2 separate regions of the Zea mays genome follow, and region 1 is linked to region 2. A link is a contact called in public Hi-C data. All regions are on one chromosome and are shown on one strand. Each heading gives the region's core, a stretch centred on a gene start, on an enhancer-like site or on the middle of the called end of the contact. The rest is flanking DNA. Distances are from core to core; before and after follow the strand shown.

What was found. Hi-C and Micro-C count contacts between places; a contact is called where the count stands out from the background.
Region 1: a contact with region 2 is called in a Hi-C map of leaf, with 4 times the contacts expected there. The contact joins the enhancer-like site here to the promoter of LOC100281069 in region 2. A contact is called at or near these places in 2 of 25 Hi-C or Micro-C datasets (endosperm and leaf).

The regions. Positions count from the first base shown.
Region 1 is chr1:144,418,319-144,424,563 of Zm-B73-REFERENCE-NAM-5.0, forward strand. No RefSeq gene overlaps it. Among protein-coding and RNA genes, the nearest start is that of LOC100285776, 29 kb to the right of the region's middle. Within about 2 kb of position 1,948, at least 14 of the 20 cell types and tissues checked have an H3K27ac peak or open chromatin away from gene starts, as enhancers often do. A contact at or near this core is called in endosperm and leaf, where this site is marked.
Region 2 is chr1:144,257,326-144,263,459 of Zm-B73-REFERENCE-NAM-5.0, forward strand. LOC100281069 (glyoxylate reductase) reads right to left here and starts at 1,387. Exons shown (of 2, transcript NM_001153988.3): 1 at 862-1,387. The coding sequence starts at 1,302.

The sequences.
Region 1 (6,245 bases), core at 698-3,197, 160 kb after region 2:
GTTAGTCACCCACCTTGGGGAGGTGTACTACATTTGTACGACTGGCGAAACCTAACGAGCAGCTATGCACCAGGGGAGTCTTTGTAAAGGCTACATAGTGAAACCTTGCCGACTCTTCTTGGTAGTGTTTGAGGGTTTGATCGACCCGAGGCATAAAGGGATCACAACTTGTGGGTAAAGTGTGCAACCTCTGCAGAGTGTTAGAAACTGCTATATCGGCCGAGCTCACGGTTAAGAGCAGCCTTGGGATTTTCTTTAATTAGAAGAACTTTGGTTACTTTTATGATGATGGTTAATAATGTTGGTTATAATTCTGATCTCTTGTATTTCCTCTTAGAGGGAGTACTTTTGGGTAATAACTGGGTTTATTACTAAAACTTGGCTCTACTAATAGTAATAAATGTTTGACTAAATAAAAGCAACTACTTAACCTCAACCCCACATACAGCTAGTCCAGTTTAGCCAAACGGGACATTTGCTGAGTACGTTGATGTGTACTCACCCTTGCTTTACAAACCACCCCCACCCCAGGTTGTCCCCACTGTACTCAGTGCTCAGGAGGTGATGCTGGTAACATGGAGGACTTGGAGGAGTTCCAGGACTACGACGAATTCTAGTTTTTCTTAGTGGCAAACCCCAGTCAGCTGCCTGTGTAGGCTTATCATCTACGTTCGCTTCTTCGCACTTTGATATTAATGTTGAACACTATGGCTATGTATTAGACTCTGTGGATGTCTTGGACATCTTGATGTAATTAAAGTACCTTTCCGCTATTTACATTGAGCAATGTGTGATGATGTCCAATTATGTAATCGCTGTGTACGTGAGTTTCTGATCCTGGCACGTACATGGTTCGCATTCGGATTACCTTTCAAAAACCGGGTGTGACAAACGCGGACTAGTGGCGTACAAACTTCAACTGCCTAAAACATTATCTGCAGTACATAATGTGTTCCATGTATCCCAATTGAAAAAGTGCCTTCGGATTCCTGATCGAACCATCAATGTGGTGGATGTTGCTTTGGAACCAGATTTGACTTATTCAGAACATCCCATTTGAGTTTTGGATCAGAAGGACATGATCACTCGAAAAAGAACCCTCAAATTCTATAAGGTACAATGGAACCAGCATGCTGAAGATGAAGCTACCGGGGAGACTCAACACTTCTTGCAGGAAAATTTTCCTAGGTTTTTAGCTTCATGTAACTTGTAAGATGTGTATATACTTAACCCTGGGATTAGGGCCTATGGGTGAAAGTAAAGCCAAAATGAGTAATACCTCAAAAGTCATTGGAAAGGTTCATAAGATATTTAGTTTGATGGAATTCAGTGGCACAAAAACCCTAAAGTGCTGAAAAACCCTAAAAGAAACCCTAGAAAACCCTAATTTGTACCCTAGGGTGGTGAATTAAAATTCTCTACACTTTTGTACGAAAATATAAATATCAAAGTGGTAGAATATCAAAAACCAAGTAACTTTTACATTGGAGGACTTTCAAGTAGTATTGTAACACCCTGAATTTTAGGTATAAGAATTTCTTTGCTCTAAACTCAAAATTCAGGTGTTACTCACTCCTTTTTCGCATCTTTTACTTTTTTCTAAACAATGGAGAGTTATTTTGTTTTATATATAAGTGTTATGCTTGGTAAAATAAAACACTAGAGGAGTTTAATTGTTGCATATCATGTTGAAGCACATTTTTGTTTGCTAAATGGTCCTAGTCAATCAGAAGAAGGAAAATACTAAAAAATTCGAGGTATTTGTGTAGTGCACGATCTATATAAATATATATACATATTCATGTATAAATATATACGTATACCTTTATAAAAAAACAAAAAACCGTCTTCTCCCCACACTGCCATGCAACCTAGCCCAGGTGTGGTCGTGTGCTTCGGCATCACGGCTGTGCCGTGGGGACCACTGCCCAGTAGAGCCCACCCACGCTTCGTGCCAAAAACTCACTGCCCCACGCTTGGGATTGCTCGGCAGGGCCTAGTTGTCATCTCCTTCTCTATAACTTCCTCTCCCATGATCCCGCCCGAGCCGGCCACGACAAGGAGCCTCGGCATCTGCCGCACGCTCAAAACAACTGGCCCTGTTCTCCCCTTCCTCAAGCATGGAGGAACCACCCTCGCTTCATGCCAAAGTCATTCCACGCCCAGACCACCTCGTAGCGCGTAGCAATCGCCTCCGCCACCGCCATCCAGAACAGCCTCGACGTCGTCCGCCTCCCAGCGCCCCATTGCGAGACCGTGGCGTTCACTGTCTGCATCCGCGTTTCGCCATTCGTCATTGGCTCGCCTCACCGTCACACGCCAAGGTCAGCATTCCCTCCCGTCTACCCCAACACCCTGCGCCCGACCGCCTCCCATGGTCGGTGCGAGCTTCTTTACACCTACGCCAAGCCCACGACCAGCCTGCCCCCTACGCTAGTCGTTGTAGAGCCACGCCACCGGAGTCCGGCGGAGGCCGCGCTACCACAACCCACCCTGGCTGTAGTGCCACCGGCCTCTACAACCTAGTCGCATGTGCGTAGAGCTGCCCCCACACGCCTGCTCCGGCGAGCAGCAGCCCGGCCACCGTGTGTGCCCGGCGGTTGCAGCCATCCTGCAATGGCACCCCTGCCTAGACCGCCTCTCTCACGATGTCCCTACGCTGCGCCGTGTCTGTGCATGCTAGCCCTGCCCTGCGGGAGCCCGGCCAGCGAGCTCCACCGTGCACGCCATCACCGGCAAGCCGTCGGCACAACCCTCTACCCCCTGCGCGATCCGGTTTTGCCCTGCTGTTAGCGTCGTGCAGGTTGCAATTTGCAATAGAGAAGAAGTAAGCAACTGCTCCGTCTATGATCCATGATGTTTGCATGCGCCTGAGCCCCGCCCCCATGCATAGCGTGCAATCTGCATGCAACCAAGAAATAAAAACCGTCAAGGCCCCTATGGCATGCGCATGCAGCCGGAGTCAACTGAAAACTGCCCCTCATCAGGATCGTGTGCGCCCATGGTCTCTGTGGCCTTTAGCGTGGTACTGCTCCAATCAATAAAAACCTATCATTCACTTTAAATTTACTATTCTTTAAATAGATGACATATTTTTGCGTTAAACATTCGTTTTTGTCTATTTCAGTTGCGTTAACTCTGTAATAATATTTTGTGTATATTAAAAACATTACGTTACCGTGACACATGTTTTAATTGATTAATTATTTGTCTATTAGTTGGCTATTAAAATGGAAATTTAATAAAACTCATGTATAGTTTAAATTTACGTTTTTCTAAATACAAGTTAATGTGACAAATATCAACGCAGATGATTGTAAATTAATACTTGTTTAGTATAAACATTACATCTATTTGGTGATTCTCGCGTGACGGCGTGCTGTTTGCGTTCGTCGCCGTCATCCGTTTGAGTGTATCGCGTGTGCCATTTTCACGTGTTGCACGTGCTATTTCACATAGCGCGTGTGCTATACGCGCACGTCATAGCGCGTCGTCCGCGCGCTGTTTTCAAGCATTGTCACGTGTCGCGTGCGCGATCCACTTACATTAGATAATCGTTTCGCTATAATCGTTCATGCTTATTAATTAATTCTCGTTTAATCGTTGACTAATTGATAATTCAATTTATCTAAAATATATTACGCAAATAATTTATATTAACTAAAATCAACTTAGAAAAATAATTTTGCACCTTTAATCACAATTTAGTAGTATTCGTTGGTCGCGTCGTTTGTTAGCCGCGAATGGTCAGTTATTTGATATATAATGCGTCGTAAACCCATTTCTACTCATCTTTGTCACGTGCTGAGTCGCTCGTCGTTCGCGCTCGCACTGTTTCGTGTGTCGTCCACGTGCTATGTCACGCGTGTCTGCGCGCCGTTCGCATGTTGTCGTACTGTTTCGCGCGTTGCCGCACACTAAGTCGTGTGTGTCTGCACGTCGTTCGTGCATCGTTCGCATGTGTCGTTCCCGCGTGTCGCGCGCGTCATTTTCGCGGGTAGCGCGCGTTGCCTCGCGTATCGCGTGCTGTCTGCGCACAATATTTAATCGTTCGCATAAAATCATCCTTGTCATATAATTAACTGTATGTTTAATTGTCTAGTAGTAAAATAGCAAGTTAGTCAAAACTAAGTAGTAGATATTATTTATATTTGATAAATGTTGAATTAAATGTTCTAACTAATACTTGTTTAGTGTAAACACGACAACCTCTCAACCGTAGCTCAGACTATCGCGTTTCTTTTCCTCGTGTGACCGTAGTAGCGAGCTCTATTTCGTATTGCATGTTTTCATTATGTTTTCTTTGGTATGGTGTAATGATCTTATGCAAATATGTGTTTGTTTGCTTATGCTTGTTCGTCTTCGCTTCGCGTTGCGATTAGATTGAGATCCGTTTTCGAGCTTCGAGGGATCGGTGATCAAGCGTTGGCGACCAAGTGGTCAGGCTTCTCGAGTTCTATAAGGTTGAAGACCCTAAGCATCTGTTTGGTGAAGGCAAGTGTCCTCTGACCTATTATGTCCCATTTACTTTATAATTCATCAACCCGCATACCATGATCAACCTAAGGATTGACTAGTATTCTGTTTTCCAGTCCTTGTTTACACTTTGGGAATTGATTATCATGATTAGTTCTATGCTAGCGCTTTACTTTAATCAATGAACATGATGAGATACAATGATGATACTATGATTTTATTCTGGATATGAAGATATATTGTGGCATTTTAGGGGACTTGAGCGGTTTCTCGAGTGCCTCTCCGCAAGGACCTGTTCGTTGGATGACCACCCGAGAAAACAGTGCAACCATGAGGGTGGTATGGGACGCCCTTAGCTAATTAATTAGAGGAACTGAGGTGTAGTTCGCTTCGCCGTCGTGCCGTCAATGGGGCTTGGTGTATGCGGCTCGCTCTGCCGAGGGTGGATTGCCCCTTGGAGAGGAGTGCGGTACATTTAGGAAACCTAACGGGCGGCTACAGCCTCAGGGAATCTTTGTAAAGGCTTCGTAGTGAATCCTTGGCCATTCACCTCGGGAGTGAATAAGGGTCTTGAAAGCTCGGGCTAGAGAGGGAATCACGGCTCGTGGGTAAAGTGCCCAACCTCTGCAGAGTGTTATGAAACTGATATATCAGCCGTGCTCGCGGTTATGAGCGGCCAAGGGAGCTCCATTGATTAGAGACACATTGATCATAGATACTTTATTTACAGGTGATGATGAGGATAATGATGGTTTTGATTATGATTATGATTATGATTATGGTTTCTGGTATTCTTTCCGTTTGGAAAGAGTACTTTTGGGTTAACAACTTGGGTTAATGCTAAAACCTGGCTCTATACTAGTAATAATTACCCGCCCAACTAAAAGCAACTATTTGATCCTAACTCCACATAAAGCTAGTCCACTTCAGCCAAATGAGATATTTGCTGAGTACATTGATGTGTACTCACCCTTGCTTTCACAAAACACCAGGTTGCCTTTGGTGCAATCTATGCTCAGGTAAAGAAGAAGGTGTCGAGGCGGATCTCCAAGAGTTCCGAGACTTCGACGAGTTCGAGGATTAGGCTAGCGACCTCCCCCAATCAGCTTCTTGTGGTGGGTTTGTTTACGTTGGCTACGTTTCGATTCTGTGTACTTTGATTTATATTATGTAAATGACTGTAGCCTTGAATATTATTACTCATTCTTTAATGTTATTCGAAGCACTGTGCTATGATGAGTCATTTATGTAATCGTTGTGTACATGAATTTCTGATCCTGGCACGTACATGGTTCGCATTCTGTTTACCTCTAAAACCGGGTGTGACAAGTATGGAGTAATTTGGACTTAATTGCAAAAAGTCCCAAGCACACTTATGTGGCTAACTCTGAATTTCAGTGAAATTGAGCCAACTTTGGAGCCTTGTATTTCTTAATTCATGAGGATTTTGCCCTAGGTCAATACATCAATCTTGTAGAGCTATGATAGGAGTACAACTTTGGTTAAGTGACAAAGCATTGGTGCTGTACCAAAATTGGAGTAAAATGGACTCAAACTCGGGCTGTCAGTCGGATCAAGTGTTAGGGTTGGACTGATAGTGAGCTCGGATGAACTTTGGAGGATGAATTCTGAGTGATTCAATGAAAATTCGGTCAAGGTCTTTATAACGAAATTAAAGCTAAGGCACGAAGCAAGCTTCGAGTGACAATTCTATCAGATCTGCCCTAGAAGGGGTTTCCTTCTTTACGAAGCATGAAAAGAAGGGAAGG
Region 2 (6,134 bases), core at 137-2,636:
CGACCACACCGGGCCCAAAAAACAGAGTGTCCTCTAGCCACCAAACGCTAGCATTTTTTTTAGTTAAATCTATCTATCCTAGACACAAATACGTAAAGAGCGATACACTATCGATCAGTCTTGTTTAGATTGTTAAACTAATGTCTCAATTACTTATCAAATACTCTATCCATTCTAAAATAGTATTTGTTTTATCTCTCGATTTTTATGTTTATATTTAACTACATGATGATGAATCCACTAAAGAAGCAAAACGAATTCTATTTTGATATAGATTTGATATAGAGATAGTATTATTTACTGTACACATGATGGTTCTAGCGACGGAGAGAAGATTTTTAAAATTGAAATATTTTTGTGAACAATTTAAAGTCAACAATAACTCAAGAGAGGTTAAATGGCTTGACGATCCTATGAGTCGAAAAGAAATTGTTGAATGAGATTGATCTCAATAATATAATCGATGATTTTGTATCCCAAAATGTTAGAAGATATTTTTAATGATATCAGATAACAAGTAAGTGTTTTTGGCTATATTTTATATTTTTCATCTTATATATATATGGGATAAGGTCTTCAAATCAGATTTCACATCTGTCCTCTAAAAAGTCAGGAACTGCTGTGTGCTCCGCGTGACCTAGACGCTCTGGGCGGCCAACTTAAATTAAAAGTTTATTGATATTAAAAAAAGAGGTCTACAGCTTTTCTAATTACTAATGGAGTAGTATATTTTTTGCTAAAGTCCTTTTCTAGCTAGAGTTTAAAAAAATGTCTCTGTCTCTTTTCCAATTATAAGTAATATGAAGCAATGCTCACGGCGTAGAAGCGCAGGATACTTAACGAATAGAAGCAAAAACGAACCCGAGTGGTGAGACCGTAGTGGCCATCATTGGCCTTCCACAGCCCGGCGCGGACGTAGCTGTCGGCGTGCGGGATCCTGCGGAGAGCGGCGATGGCGAGTCCCACGGCAAGGTCCGCGACGTCGTCGGTGAGCACGTCGGGGGTGTTGGTGACCCGGACCCCGCGCTCGCGGCATCTGGTAAGGTCCACGCAGTCGTAGCCGACGGCGTAGCACGCGATGATCTCGAGCCGCGGGAGGTCGTCGATGAGAGCCGGGTTGCCGCCGAAGCCCGAGCCGCCGCCAATGACCACGGCGCGGATCGATGATGCGTGGGCACGGAGGAATTCTCCACGGCGGTCATGCGGCACCTCCCAGAGGCGCAGGAGGCGGCAGCGGCGATCCAGTTCTTGCTCCAGGTATGTGTCGAGCGGGTGCAGGAGCAGCACACCCAAGGATTCCATCGCCGCTCACTCGCTCAGGCAGCACGCAGGAGTAGTTTAGGGAGGTTGGACTTGGATGGGCAAGGGCGCAAGGCACGTACGGTACAAAAAAGATGGCGACTAGGCTGTTGCTTATGTATGTCGCCAGCGGCTCAATTCCGAGGACATCGTTGAGAGACCAAAATTAATATACAGGTGCCTGTTGATTGTGTATTTGAATTGGAACGCAGCAGCCGGCCAGTTATTTTATTTTGAATGGCTTTGGATCTAACAACTAAAATTTTAATCTTTATCGTATCAAATGTTTGAATGATGATTAATGATATTAAATATAATCTAATTATATAGATGAAGCCTAAAATATGAGATAATTTTTAAAATCTAATTACTTATAATTGATATTTAAATATTTGATATGACACTAATTAAATTTTATTCAGAGCAACCAAACACCCTTTTAGCTGGCATAGAGTTGCCAATTTATTTAGCTGACGACGAGTCTGTCTAAAATAAACCCAAAACATGCCATAGTTTTAAATTATTGCACCACTAGAATAAAACAAAAAAATTTGATAGGAACAGGAACCAACCATATCATTCTTATTTTTTAACTAACAATATACAAGAAAGCTACGTATTATTTTATTCAAATAGAAACAAAACATAAAACATAAACACAAAGAGTTAGGCAAAGAGGCCAATCCAAACGCGAATACACACACAACCAACCATGCCAACAATAAAATAAAGGAATAGTAGTGGTGCACTACAGAAAATAACTTATTTTCGTTGGGTTTATAGTTATTTTTGGCAACATTGTCTTATTCATCATAAGTCTGTGTTATTTTCAGTAACGACCATCAAAAATTAGTTATTTTTGGTGACCAAGAAACAGCAGCCAAAAATAACCCTAGAAATGGTTATTTTCAACGCTATTTTTGACTATCGAAAATAGTTGGTCATGTTCTTATTTTTGGCGGCCGAGCATGGACGCAAAGAATAACCACATAGCTCATGATAAATACTATGTTATGTTGGTCACTCAAAGGCTGTCTAAATAAGAGGCAGTTTTGAACTGGCAAATCTCACATGTGTGACGCACATGGGAAGTGTCGATCAAAAACAGGTGGTGTATATGTTTCATTACTTTGATCTACTATTAAACCAATTAAATATTTCTTTATAGAGCCGAGTCGTAGTTGTTTCTCGTTGACGAACGTGGGACAGAGATGGACAGGCAAGCGAAGCTGTCACACCCAGTTTTAGAAGGCAAACCGAATGCGCCGCGCCTCCCTTCTACGGCGGCGCCATTACCGGCGACCACCAAATTGACACGACAACAGCCCAAACACCAAACCAAGAGATGCTAAACGTAGCTAGGGATCTAGTGAGCTCAGCAAGGACTTCTTACCGAAGGATTGTGTGGCGTAGAGGACCACTACCGATGTCTTGCGGCCCGGCGGTGCTTTCCCAACCCCGGCGACCAATTCCACCGCACAGATCACATGTAGTCGCCGAGCTCTTCCCTGCAATGCCTGTCGTGTTGCCTCGGACGTCCAGGGCACTCCATGAAACAGATAAGGGGAGGAGACGTCGATTCCTAGCAGCAGGTTGACTCTCGGGCCGCTTCACGGCCACGAGGGTCGACGGGGAAGGGTACGAAAGACGAGGTGTTCAAGGGGAATGCGCAAGACAACCCAAGGGCCCCGGCTTTTAATCCCCGAGCACGGAGGAGGCCGACCCGGTCTTCCCAGCATCACGGCGCAAGGTTGTTGCAACAGCTCGTCCGCAAGTTGGGGACGAACGTGACAAGAAGGGCCCACACGTAAGCGACCAACACGACTTGCGCGGACGCAGTGGTTGACGAGTGGGTCCTACTCGCAGTGGCGTAGGGTGCGCGCGGTGCATTCCTACAGCGTGGACCCAGGTGTCAATGAGACAGCGGATGTGAGGGCGCGCGACACGCGCAAGGTGTGCCCGACCGCGTAGGCCCCACATGTCAGCGTCTCCTACATGTTGGGCCGAGCGGGAGGATGTCGGTTTGGGCCGAAACCAGGTCCTAGGCCCATGCGCGGGTATATTCCTTTTTCTTTTCTGATTCTTTTTCTTTTCATTTTTAGATTCCAAACTTTGAATTCAAACTTTGTGGTGAATTTTGTACTCATATTAAATATACAATTTGAACATACCAGTATGGAAGGAATATATATATATATATATATAGTAGTATTCTTCTCTTTCCCTTTCTATATTATTTCCAATTTCTAAATTATAAATTAGGTTAAGTCCCAATTTGGTCATTAATATATATTTTAAGTATTACTATTATTAAATGCATAACCAAATAAACTCCAACATGATACATGGATTATTTATGTTTTATTAGAGAATTATTCACTTTAAATATGCTCCTTAATGATTCTCATGAAATAGAAGGCAATCTACTCGTAACTCTTCTTCTCTCTTCCAGGTAGCTTCATCTTTATTATGCTGACTCCATTGTACTTTGCACATTTTGATCACTTTACTCCTTGTAACACGAGTTAGGGTATCAAGGATCTTGATAGGATACTGAAAGTCACCTAGAGGGGGGGTGAATAGGCGTAATCTGAAATTTACAACTTTAAACACACACTACAAGCGGTGGTAGCGTTAGAACTTAAATCAAGTTCGAGAGAGAGGGGGAAAACAAGTCAAATGGAAATCAAGCGAATGAACACAGTGATTTGTTTTACCGAGGTTCGGTTCTAAAGAACCTAGTCCCTATTGAGGTCGTCACAAAGACCGGGTCTCTTTCAACCCTTTCCGTCTCTCAAACGGCCACTTAGACCGAGTGAGCTTTCTCCTTAATCAAACGGGTCACTTAGACCCCACAAGGACCACCACACACTTAGGTGTCTCTAGCTTTGATTACAATTCACTTGGAACAAGAATGAGGAAAGAAGAAAGCGATCCAAGAGACAAGAGCACAAATGAACACGAACACACACTCTCCCAAGTCACTAGGTGGTTGGAATGAATTTGGGACTTAGAAAGGCTTTGATCTTTGGAAATGTGTCTTGGAGTGAATGCACTAGCTCTTGTATTGAATGAGAACTTCAGAAAACTTGGATGCTTGGAGTTGTGGTGGTTGGGGGTATTTATAGCCCTCAACCACCAAGTAGCCGTTGAGGAGGCTGCTGGCGATGGGTGCACTGGACAGTCAGGTGCGCCACCGGATAGGTCCTGTTCACCGTCCGGTGCGCCGCCACGTCACCCAACCGTTAGGGTTCGGAGCGAAGTCGACCGTTGGAGCTTTGTCTCCTTGCGGCACCGGACAGTCCGGTGCCACACCGGACACTGTCCGGTGCGCCTCTGACTCTGCGGCTCTGACTCTGCGCGCACTGTTCCTCTGTGAGCGGCTTTTGCAGTCGACCGTTGTGCGAGTTAGCCGTTGCTCCACTGGCACATCGGACAATCCGGTGGCACACCGGATAGTGCGATGAATTATAGCGGAGTGTGGCTCAATTTTCTAGAGAGTGGCTGGTTCATCTTCGTACGGACATGGGGCACCGAACACTGTCCGGTGGCACACCGGACAGTCCGGTGCGCCAGTCCACAGCACACTCAAGTCTTTGCTCTGGTTAAAATTTGGTCCCTAACTTGAATCTTTATTGGTTTGTGTTGAACCTTTTTGCACCTGTAGAACATGTATTCTAGAGCAAACTAGTTAGTCCATATATTTATGTTGGGCATTCAACCACCAAAATTAATTGCGGGAAAAGGTTAACCCTATTTCCCTTTCAATCTCCCCCTTTTTGGTGATTGATGCCAACAAAAGCAAATATATAAAGTGCAAAATGAACTAGTTTGCATAAGGTAAGTGCATAGGTTACTTGTAATTAAACAAATTGATAATCTCACTAGATATGAATGGATTGCTTTCTTTTATTTAATATTTTGGACCACATTTGCACCACTTGTTTTGTTTTTGCAAATCTTTTTGGAAAACCTTTTCAAAATCTTTTGCAAATAGTCAAAGGTATATAAATAAGATTGCAAGAAGCATTTTCAAGATTTGAAATTTCTCCCCCTATTTCAAATGCTTTTCCTTTGACTAAACAAAACTCGACTAAACAAAACTCCCCGTGAGTGAAATTCTCCTCTTAGTTTTCAAGAGAGTTTTAATAGATACCAACTTTGAAAATCTACCTTTAAATATTCCTAATTGAAGTAATTGTCATTGCAAGATACCAATTGATGTTTAAAACAATACCAATTGAGATTTTGCTATCACAAGATAAGGATAACAATTGAGATATTGCCATGACATAGATACCAATGAAAAATATCAATTAAATCTTTATTTTAAAAATTTTGAAATTGGTGGTGCGGTCCTTTTGCTTTGGGCTTAATATTTTCTCCCCTTTGGCAATAATTGCCAAAAACGGAGAGTTTGAGAGCCCATTTTTTTATTTCTCCCTATTGGTACAAGCAAATAAGAGTGAAGGATTATACCAATTTGAGAAGTGTGCGGAGTAACGATGAAGGGTAAATGATACCGTGTAGAGTTGAGTGGAAGCCTTGTTTTCGTCGAAAAACTCCTTTTCCCTTTCAATCTACGACTTAGTATAGAAATATACTTGAAAACACATTAGTCATAGTCTTGGTACAAAAATAATAAGAAATAGGTATTTGTACCAAAGGAAAGAGATATGATCAAAGGTATATAAATGAGCTATTTGTGCAATGTTTCAATCAAAATTCTGAGAATCAAGAATATTTAGCTCATTCTAAGTTTGCTAAAGGTTTTCTCATCTAATGGCTTGGTAAAGATACCAGCTAATTGATTCTTGGTGTTTACATAAGCTATT